2 separate regions of the Oryctolagus cuniculus genome follow, and region 1 is linked to region 2. The links are chromatin contacts, called in public Micro-C maps. All regions are on one chromosome and are shown on one strand. Each heading gives the region's core, a stretch centred on a gene start, on an enhancer-like site or on the middle of the called end of the contact. The rest is flanking DNA. Distances are from core to core; before and after follow the strand shown. Region 1 holds the start of ITGA3 (integrin subunit alpha 3). Region 2 has its middle 16 kb from the start of DLX3.

Region 1 (5,394 bases), core at 1,085-3,584, 35 kb before region 2:
GGAGCTCGTGGGTTCTGGGGGTGCATCCAGGTCCTGGTTGCAGCACCAGAGCCTGCAGCTGCACCTGGGGGAAGTGGGCATATGTAAGGTACTTTATAAAAAAAATCATTTAAATTTATTTATTTGAGAGAGAGCTTCCATCCACTATTTCACTCCCCCAAATGCCCTTAATGGCCTGAGGGCTGAAGCTGGGAACCAGGAACTCAATCCAAGTCTCCCATGTGGATGGCAGGAACCCAACTACTTGAGCCACCAGTGCTGTCCTGCGGGGTCTGCGTTAACAGAAAGTTGGAATCGGCCTCTGGTGCCGGGAATGGAATGGAGGCAATCTGATGAGGGGCGCAGGTATTTAACTAGCGCTTTATGGCGAGCCCAGACGGCCACCTGGGCAGTGCATTTCAAACACATGGTCCCATTAAAGCCCCACTGGCGCCCCTAAAGAACGAGCCCCTTTCCCCTTCAGAGGAGAAATAGTCTCAGGGACAGACCCACGACCGGACCCTGGCAGTGGCACTTGGGAGCCTCTTTGCCCTCCACAATGCCAAGTCGCCTCTTGCAGGCCCTCGGAGGTGGGCAGGAGACAGAGATCCAACTCCAAACCCTTTTTGGGAAAAACTGTCCCAGGGAAGGAACGTGTGCTGCTCAAGGTCACATGGTAAAGGGGGGAGGGGCGGCCTCGGAGTCGCTGCGTGTGCTGCCTTCCCAGACCGATCTGCTCATCACCCTGCAAACTCCTATCCAGCAGCCTGAACATCTTTTTCGCGGGCCAGGGCAGGAAGAGCACTGGCACAGAGAATCGCCCCGATGGTCGTTCGGGGTTTGCTGAAGCCAGACAGCAGCAGGAGTCAGACCAGGAAGGGTGTGGTGGCCCTCACCTCCACAGAAGCCAGATGGAGGTGAGGCTGCACCCGGGCAGGCAGGCTGGGTAGGGGCTGGGCCGACGGGGCAGAGGCCAGGGCTGGGGCAGTTTGGACTTTGACCATTCCCAACTTCCTCAAGCTTCTGCAGGCCCCAGCCGGAGCTGGGAGAGGTTTCTTCCAGCTCGGTGGGGTCAGAGGCCAGGGGAAGACAGACACCTGTCGGGTCACCTGGCCGGTAGGGGCCAAAGCGGCTTGCAGGACCTGTCCTAACCACTGTCCCAGCCTGGGCAGCCTCATTCTCCCCCTCCCCCGGCCCTGCCCCCAGCTGCCGACCTCAGCACACTCTGAGCCCACAGCAGAGAAAGCCCTGGAGCCTGGACATGCCCCCGGGTGTGGGTCCCTACGGAGGGAGTCTGCGGGGAGGGGCAGGCAGCTGGATGCTCTCTTTCCCTCCTCCCCTGAGCCCTTCCAGCTCCTTCTCCTTTGCAGCTGTCGGGGAAGGAGAACAGAAGAAAAACACCATTTCCCTCTTCAAACCAAAACAAACACACTCAGGGCTGCGATTCAACATGAATCTGTGGAATGCGGGGATGATGTCTGGTGGGAGAGCGCCCCTGCGGCTGGGAGGCGCAGTCCCAATGGGGACAGCTCCTCTCTCTCATCCACGCCCCTGCGCTCACGGGGTCAGAAGGAGCTTCTGGACAGCTCCGCATGGCCGCACGGCCGGACTCAGCCGTCGGCTCCCCGCTCCCCCTGCACCAGCCCGCCGGGCGGTTGAGCAGGCTATCCCGTCTGGCTCTGCAGAGGGCGTGGCCCGCGTGGCCGCAGACTAAGTGCGAGGTGCGGGCTTAAATGCATGTGCTGTGGGTTCTCCCCGGGAGGGGGAGGGGCACTAGGTGTGTTTATCTTGTTTATCCAGCTCCCAGCCCTGGAGAGAAGAGGCCAGCGCTAGGCACTCCGTTCACCCGCTGGCTGGGGGCTCAGGCAACAGGGACCACACTTCTGCTCGCAGAGATCTGAAGGGTGGAGGGGCCGCGTCTAGACAGGTTCTGGCCAGGTCAGCACTTGCCAGTGAGGACTGCCCCCCACACCACGCCCAATCCTCCACTTCCCGCCAAAGCTCGGCAGCCCGGGGGGCTGCTCGGAAATCCGCTCCCCAGAATCCTGGCTCACAAGGGTCGGGGGGTCCAGTGGGCTGCGACCCCGCTCCGGCACCGCACCCCGCCGCGCTCACTCCGTCCCGCCCCACCCCCGCCAGCCCCACTTACAGGTAGCGTTGCTGCCGCTCGGTCTGCCGGTGGAGGGCGACCGAGTAGCCGAAGAGGCTGCTCGGGTTCTTGGCCTCCTTTACCACAAGGAATCGGGTGTCCAGGTTGAAGGCGGAGGCGACGCGGCCGCCGGCCGCCACCATCAAAGCGAACGCGCAGAGCAGCGGGCGCGGGGCGCCGGGCGCGCGGCGGGCGCCAGGGCCCATGGCTGCTAGCCGGAGCAGCGGCCGGGGCGAGAGCGCGCGGAGCGAGGACCTGTTCACCTGCTCCCTGGCTGCCGAGGCCACCCGTGCCCGCAGCGCCGCTGCGCCTCCGAGTGCGGATCCGTTCCTCGCCCTCAGCCCCGCTCAGTTTCGCGTCTGCTCCGGCTCTGCGCTCTCCGATCCCCTTCCAAGGTCCGCGGGTCTATTCAATCGCCTCTCCCGCAGTCGGGTCACCGGCCCCCTAGCTTGTCCCGGCCGCGCCCCCTTGGCTGCGCTGTCGCCTTCGATCCCGGCTGGGCGGCGGATCCGGACGGGGAGATCAGTCGACCGCCGGGAGGCCGGGAGGCCGGGAGGGAGGGGTCCCACTGCGCGCGCCCCGCCTTCCCCACGCCCAGCCCCGCACCTCCCCACCTTGCGCGCCCAGCCCGGACTCCGCTTTCCTTCCGGGGAAAGAGAAAAGGTCCCCGCGCGGCCACCGCCTCTTAAAGGGGCAGCACCGCCCCGCCCTCCTCATCCTTCCTTCCTGGCTCCGCCCTCTCCCTCAGACACCTGTCGGGAGCCCCAAAAAGCTTGAGTTTGCCCTCTCCGCCCCTCGAATCTCTCGAGAAGCGTCGCCTCCGGAGCGAGAAGGGTTGGACGGGCGGGGCCGGGGCTGGGATTTGCCCCGCCGCTTTGCTGCGGCTGCTGCCGCCTTAGGAAAGGCCGTTGCAGGCGCAGCCACCTCTGCTGTCCCGGCTGAAGAGGCCGGGCGTTGGCGCATCTGAGAACGGTCTCCCCGCGCGCTGCTGGTTGCAACGCTCGGCTCGCCTCCGCAGCGCTGTGAGTGCCCAGGAGGTGGCTGGCGGTCTCTGGGCGCTCTCCCCGCACCCAGCCCCTCCTCTGTCTCTGTTAAGATTTATTTCTGCGATCCACCCGCCCCCACCTTCCTGATTCGAGCTGGGACTGGCTCCACAGCGAAGCCAGACAGATACTTAGTAGTGGTAATTATCAAACATCGCTAATTGTAATTAGCAAAATGATAACATTTCCCCTTAAGGGTTGCTGCTTCTAGAAGGTGGATGCGACTCTTGAAGACGAGTCCCTCCGTAGCGGGAACTGTGTGGCCAGAGCTGGCCCAAACTGCACCGGTTTCTCCTCCACTACTGCCTTCAGGGACTGGCCGGCAGAATCTCAAAGGTCCACTCCTTCGCTCAGGCTGAGGCTGAGCCAGGGTGGGGTTGCTGGGCAGGAAGACAGCACCCCCAGGTGAGCAGTGGGGGGGGTGCCAGGTGGAGGTGGGTGGGCGGCACCCAAAGATCTCATTATTCCTAGAAGAATCAAACAGAAAAGAGCTGCCAGAGGTCACTGTGTACTTTTGAAGTACAATAGATGTCTCTTACTGCAGCGCAACATTTTCCCTGAGCGTTTTTCTTTTCTCTCTAGCTTCTCACCATCATAGTAAGAGAAATCCTATCGATTAAACACATATGCAGCGTGAACTGAGTGCTTTACAAATATGAATAAATTAAAGGCTCACAGCAATCATGGAGCTGTCCTTTGTGTTTCAAGATGAGAAGGCTCAGGCTAAGGACCCTCAGCTAGGAATCTAACCCCGTGTTTCGGCCCCTGGAACGCTGCTCAGGAGCACGCCTGCTAACTGAGCTCTGACAGACCTGGCCTCTCCTGCAGCCTGGGGCTCCCTGTAAGGAGCAGAATACAGAACTGAGACTGAGGAGATCAGAGTCAGAGCCTGGGACCTGGCCCAGCCTCGCTTTCCAGTTTGTGAATCATTTCTTGGGCAGACCCATTTCATCCGGCCAGCTTCCCAGGGAGGTCAGGATCACCCTCTTCATTTCCTTTCAAAGAATGGAGCCCCAGGACAGTCCAAGGTCACACAGCTTATGGGAGGCAGGGCTGGGATGGAAACCATTGGCCACAGCACTGTCTCTAAGAGACAAACTCTGGGGCCAATGCTGTGGTGTAGTAGGCTAAGCTTTCTACTGTGGCGCCAGCATCCCACGTGGGCACTGGTTCGTGTCCCAGCTGCTCCACTTCCCATCCAGCTCTCTGGTATGGTCTGGGAAAGCAGAGGAAGATGGCCCAAGTCCTTTGATCCCTGCACCCGCGTGGGAGACCTGAAAAAAGCTCTCGGCTCCTGGCTTCTGATCAACCCAGCTCCAGCGGTTGCCGCCAATTGGGGAGTGAACCAGCGGATGATAGACCTTTCTCTCTGTCTGTAACAATACCTCTCAAATAAATAAATAAAATCTTAAAAAGAGAGAGAGAGAGAGACAAACTCCAGGCAGATGTTGATCAACAACCAGACGTGTAAACAAAAGCAGCTGCGATAACAGCTTTTTCTGTGGTGGTTGGGAAGAGGATGCTTGTCCCCGACTGCCCTTAAGACAGTGTTTGTTCCCAAGCTGTGACTTCCAGAGCCACCCAGCCTCCCTCATGGTCTGCCTTGTGGCCCATGACATCAGGGTAAGGAGACATCCAGGCCAAGGCACAGGAAGCAGACCTAGATAGAGGTTGACCAGATGGCTTTCCCATCCCTCCCTCCACCCCTGTTCCTTCTGCTACTTCCTGGACTTCCTAGTTTGTTCCTAAAGAAGGAGACACAGCCAGGATCAGGAGGACAGGGGCCCAGGATGGACACTCAGTGTGGGTATAAGTCCTGCCACTCAGAGTCTTGTGATGACAAATGGGCTCCTTGCCAGGCCTTATCTCTCTGGCCATCCCAAACAGGAATGACCAGCATGTCCGATTCAGGGATGGGGGGGGCAGGAAAGGGATGAGGGATGGTTTTCCACTCCAGGGGAGTGTCCAGAGGGAATGTGGGGGCAGGAGCAGGGGAGACGGGGAGGAGGGGAGGGCCCGAGCTGAGGAATGTGTAGGAGTGTCAGATCTGGGAGCATGGAATGGGGGTGGGGGAGACATGGAGCCAGGAGGGGTCTGAGCTCGAGAGATGAGGAGGGAACTCCAAGTTCAAACCACAGGTCAGAAATCCTCTGGTTTCAGTGACTGCCACCCACAGCCTTATCTCATCGCTTGGTTGGCCTCATCTGGCAACGCTTCCCCACG
Region 2 (4,843 bases), core at 745-3,244:
ATGGCCATTTGGGGAGTGAGCAAGTGGATGGAAGGCCTCTCTCTCTCTCTCTAACTTTGCTTTTCAAATAAATAAATAAATAAATCCTAAAGAGAGAGAGAGAGAGAGCAGGCTTGTGCCCTAGCAGTTAAGATGTCCACATCCCATATTTAGAGAGCCTGTGTTCAAGTTCCCATACAGACTCCCAGTTCCAGCTTCCTGCTACTGTGCACGCTGGGAGCTGGCAGGTTGTGGCTCCCGCAGTTGAGTCCCTGCTGGCCACGTGGGAGACAGAGTGACTTCTCAGCTCTTGCCTTCCACCTGGCCCAGCTCTGGCTGTTACAGGCATTTGGAGAGTGGAGCGAGGCTGAGGCTCAGAGGGGCGCAGTGACTAGCCTCTGTCACACAGCAGAGTCAGAATCAGAACCCAGGGTTCCTGGATCCCAGCTCTCCTTCAGCCACTGCACTTTGGTTGGGAGGTGGCCAGAGGACAAAGGGATGCTCCTGTGAGTGTCTTGGGAACAAGACAACCTCATCCAAGCTCAGACTCAACGCCCACAGAAGATGAATGACGAGGACCGGCAGGTGCCCCCAACCTGCAAGAGAAGAAGCCCAGGGTGCAGGTGCAGGTCGGGATTGAGCTGTCTCTCCAGTGCAGTCCCACACAGTCTGCAGAAGGCTTTGGGGGGAAATCTCTGCAGGCCATCCACAAACCACCAGGCCGGGAGCACCTTAGACCCCAAGGCCGGTGCCCCCAGGAGTGGGAGGGGCAGTGGCCGGAGAGGGCAAGTCCTGGACAAAGATATACGGGAGAGGGTCCAGAGCCAAGGCCGGGCCGAGCCCGAGTTCGAAAGGGACACAGGCCCTGTGGAGCACCCTGGCCTGGTCTCCCCACACGCCGCAGGGATGACAGAGAGGGCAGCCCCGAGCGAGGGAGGAGAAACTGGAAGGGAAGGAAGCCCAGAGCAGCAAAAGAAAGGATGAGGAGCTGGACGTGGGGCTGAGGCGTGCGGGCCTGGGAGTCGGGCCGGGCAGTGGAGAAACCCAAGCGTAGGGTACGGAGCCAAGCGGCATTCCTCCTCCTCCGGCCAGCCCCGCCCCCTGCCCACTGGGAATGCCTGGAATGTATGAGCTGATAGGATGGGGCTCCCACTCCACCTGGCACGACCCAGGGGCTGGGGCGCCACGCCTCTCACCCCCACCCCCCTTACCGGTGGGATTTGCCAGGCGGGAAGAAGATGTCAATGGATGCAACCCTAGTGGAGGGCCTGGTAGGAGCCCCCTGGGGGTGGGGGCCTCATGTGGGGCAAACGGGCCTGATGCCAGGGCTGTGGGCATGGCCAGATGTTTTCCAGCTGAGCTGCGCTGTGAGTCACAAGGCATGAGGCCTGGGGAGCAGGAAGCTGGGGCAGGCAGGGGAGAAGGGAAGCCAGGCAGAGCGGTGACTGGGCACCATGGCTGCTGGCCAAGGAAGCCACCGGGGGCCCCTGTCCAAAGAGCGAGTTCGTGGGTGTGCCCCTACCCTGATGTGTCCCAGCCCTTCCAGAGTGGCCTGCGGCTCCCGTGGTCCCCACCAAGGTAGGTCAGGGGGTCTTGCAATTCCATTTAGGGCTGTTACGAAGGACAGCCCACCTAAGATTTATTTATTTAACTAGAGAGGCAGAGTTACAGAGAGAGGGAGAGACAGAGAGGTCTTCCATTTGCTGGTTCACTCCCCAAATGGTCACAATGGCTGGAGCTGGGGCAATCTGAAGCCAGGAGCCTGGAGCTTCTTCCAGGTCTCCCACTGTTTTGCCAGGCTATGAGCAGAGAACTGGATCAGAAGAGGAGCAGCTGGGACTTGAACTGGTGCCCAAATGGGATGCCGGTGCCTCAGGCGGATGCTCAACCTGCTTCGCTACAGCGCCCTCCCCGCCTTCCCGTGGGTCAGTCCCTGCCTCCCCATAGATCCACGTGGCCTGCTGGTGGTGCCCACCTTCCCGGGGGGCCGTGACTCAGCCTGCGTTGGTGGAGACTGCCTACGTCCCAGGCCCCGGGCAAGGTCTGTGGCTTTGACAATGAACAAGCTGAGGTCCTTGCCTTGTGTCTAAAGTGAGGGTCCACAGCGCAGGCGCGGTGCTGCCAGCAAGCACTGTGTGGAGCTGAGGGGCAGGAACGAGGCTCGAGGAAGGCACAGAGGCGCTGTGCCCCCCCCCCCGGGGGGGGACCTGTTCCGGGTACCCAGGGTCTGCTGTCGGGCTGGGCACTTGGGAGAAAAGCTGCCAGAACACACGCAGCAGAGGGAAGTGGGGGAAGGGGCTGGGGCTGGACTGGTGGCTTGAGGTTGGGCCTGGTTGAAGGGAGACGGAGATGGAGAAAACCTCAGCCCCAGGGACGCCGTGCGGCTGCACCTGAGACCCGCTGCGGGCGACCTGAGATGCGCTGGGAGCTGGTCCAAACCTCGCTCGGGGCCCTCGGCCCGCTGGCTCCCGCTGCAGAAGCCGGAGCAAGGGGCAGCGTCCCCGACGGCTGCAAGGGGAACCCCCCTGCCCCCACGCAGAAGGTCCCGCCCCCACAGACCCCCAGTGGCCCCGGGAGACCCTCGCGGCACTTTCTTGCCGGCTGCGGAGCAGAGGGCGCCACCACTGCCGTGGCCCCGTGCATTTCCTCCTCACACCTAGCACAGCGCCTGCTGGCACCTAGGAGGACTCAGAAGTGCTTGGGGAATAAAAACCATGAATGAATGACGTGTGAATAAATCAATGGTGATTGAATAAACAAATCCATCAGCCAACCTGAGATGCCTGCGGCCACAGGCCTTTGGCAGTGGGCAGGCCTGCCACCTGGTGGCGATTGCACTAACTGCAGGTGTATTGTTGGGGCTTGGCAATCCTCTGCCCCAAGCTGGGGACCCCAGAGTGCAGCCCATAGACTGGACCCAGGGCCCACCTGGCCCCTCCTCCTGGCTCAGGCCACATCACCTTATTTTTCAGGACACTCAGGCCCCCCAAGGTGTGTGTGTGTGTGTGTGGAAGGGAGAGAGAGAGAGCGAGCGAGAGCGAGAGCACGCGCGCGCGAGAGAGAAATATGAGAGGGTTCCTCTCCCCGCACCCAGACAGGAAGGCCAATCTGAAAGGGTCCAGGCCCCCAGGCTCCCGACCCCAGGTTTCTCCCCTGACTTCTACTTCTCCTCTGTCAGTTGTCTGTGTCTGGATAGGTCCGGATTCCTGAGGAAACACACACGAAATGCACAGGAGGTCAGGTTCCATGCAGCCCTCAGGATGGGGTAGAAGTCGTTTCCGACTGGGGACAGTTCAGGCCTGTAGCTCAGGGATCGGAGGGCCCCGACCCACAAGCGGCATCAGCTGCCACCTGCTCTCGTGAATACGATTTTGTTCCGCCATGTCTGGGGCTGCTTTCTCATTGCGGCAGATCCCGCACGAGCTGCAAAGTCCAAAGCAGTTGCTCGCTGGCCCTGTGCAAAGTTTGCCAGCCGGCGCTGTCGCCAATCTGCTGACTCACTCAGCTAACAATGGGGAGCACCTCCCAAGAGCCAACACCTCGACAAGCTCCGGCTGGAGTCCCAGAGCGAGGGGACGCCATGGCGGCTGTCTCGCACCCAGAGGGAGAGGCTGGGAAGTAGAGGCCGTCCGTCCACCCATGGGGCTCCTCCATACTAGGTCACGTCATGGTGGAGCACAGGAGTGGGCACAGGGCCAGGTGCCCCCCTGAAAAGAGTGAATGAATGAATGGATGAATGAGTGCAAGGTGCTGGAGGGTAGTGAAGGGAGGAGGGTGGAGAGGAGCCCAGAGGTAGACACACAGGGAGCTTGGCCTCCCAGGGCAACACCCGGCTCTTGGTAGAGTGGAAGTCCGAGAGCCCGGGCAGAGCCGTGGGCCCAGAGCCTGCAGGGTATGTGTGGGTGGGAGTGGGAAGGGGCTGGGAAACACAGAGGGGCTTCCCAGGGGGCCTGCGTGGCCAGCACTGTGGGGAGCAGACCTGGCACAGGTGCCCGAGCAGGACAGGGAGGAGGGGTGGGGAGGACGGGCACTTAGAGGAACCGAGGAGGCCTAGTGTTGTGCAGCTGCTCCGCTTCCGGCCCAGCTTCCTGCTGATGCACCTGGGAAGGCATCGGAGGATGGCCCAAGCGCCTGCGCCCCCGCACCCACGTGGGAGACCTGGACGCTCCACGCTCCCGGCTTCTGCCCAGCCCTGGCCATTGCGGCCATTTGGGGAGTGAACCAGCAGACAGATAATCCTGCCCTTTCTCTCACTTCCAAGTAAATTAAAAAAAAAATCTTAAAAAATAAAAAAACCCTGGGATTGACTGGCTATGGCGGAGGAGGTGAAGTGACCAGTGCTGGGGGCCGTGCAGGAGGAGGAGGCGGCTTAGGGCCGAAGGCGATGAGCCCAGTCTCCGACACGTGCAGTTTCAGCTGCTTGTGCAGTGACCAGAAGCCCGGAGCCCACGGAGCTCTGGGGTCAGGGCCGAGGGCGCAGGCACCACAGACCTGAAGGCTGAGGGCCGAGGCAGACGCGGGCCCCTGGGGCCTGAGCATCTGTGTCGCTCCTGGCTGTGGCGGGGTGCTGGGCACACAGCAGGAGGCAGGCGTGGGTCCTGTCCTTGGGCGCTCCCTGGCCAGCCAGCCAGAAAGTCACCTCAAGAGATCATTTCAGCGTGATCCGGGAAGTGATGAAACGGGTGTATGTGTGTCTGGCTCCAGGGATTGGTCCAAAAGGATTTCGCGGAAGGCACTTTGGCTCCCCGCCAAAGGGGTAATAGCTGGCGCAGACAGAGCTCTGGCCGGCGCTGCAGCCATTCCCTCTTATGGTAAGGAGCCCTCGGCTTCCTGGGCCGGAACCGCCTCGCTCTCTGGACGCCTG

The links. A called contact is a pair of places that touch in the nucleus more often than the background predicts.
Region 1: a contact with region 2 is called in a Micro-C map of ear pinna, with 6 times the contacts expected there. The contact joins the promoter of ITGA3 here to the enhancer-like site in region 2. A contact is called at or near these places in 4 of 6 Hi-C or Micro-C datasets (ear pinna, psoas muscle, skin fibroblasts and 1 more).

Annotation. Positions count from the first base shown.
Region 1 is chr17:26,033,481-26,038,874 of mOryCun1.1, reverse strand. It overlaps ITGA3 (integrin subunit alpha 3), which reads right to left and starts at 2,334. Exons shown (of 26, transcript XM_051825563.2): 1 at 2,129-2,334. The coding sequence starts at 2,334. LOC103351549 (a long non-coding RNA gene) reads left to right here and starts at 119. Exons shown (of 4, transcript XR_011383503.1): 1 at 119-896; 2 at 1,780-1,917; 3 at 3,368-3,576; 4 at 3,754-4,586.
Region 2 is chr17:25,998,447-26,003,289 of mOryCun1.1, reverse strand. No RefSeq gene overlaps it. Among named protein-coding and RNA genes, the nearest start is that of DLX3, 16 kb to the right of the region's middle. Within about 2 kb of position 1,994, at least 1 of the 8 cell types and tissues checked has an H3K27ac peak or open chromatin away from gene starts, as enhancers often do.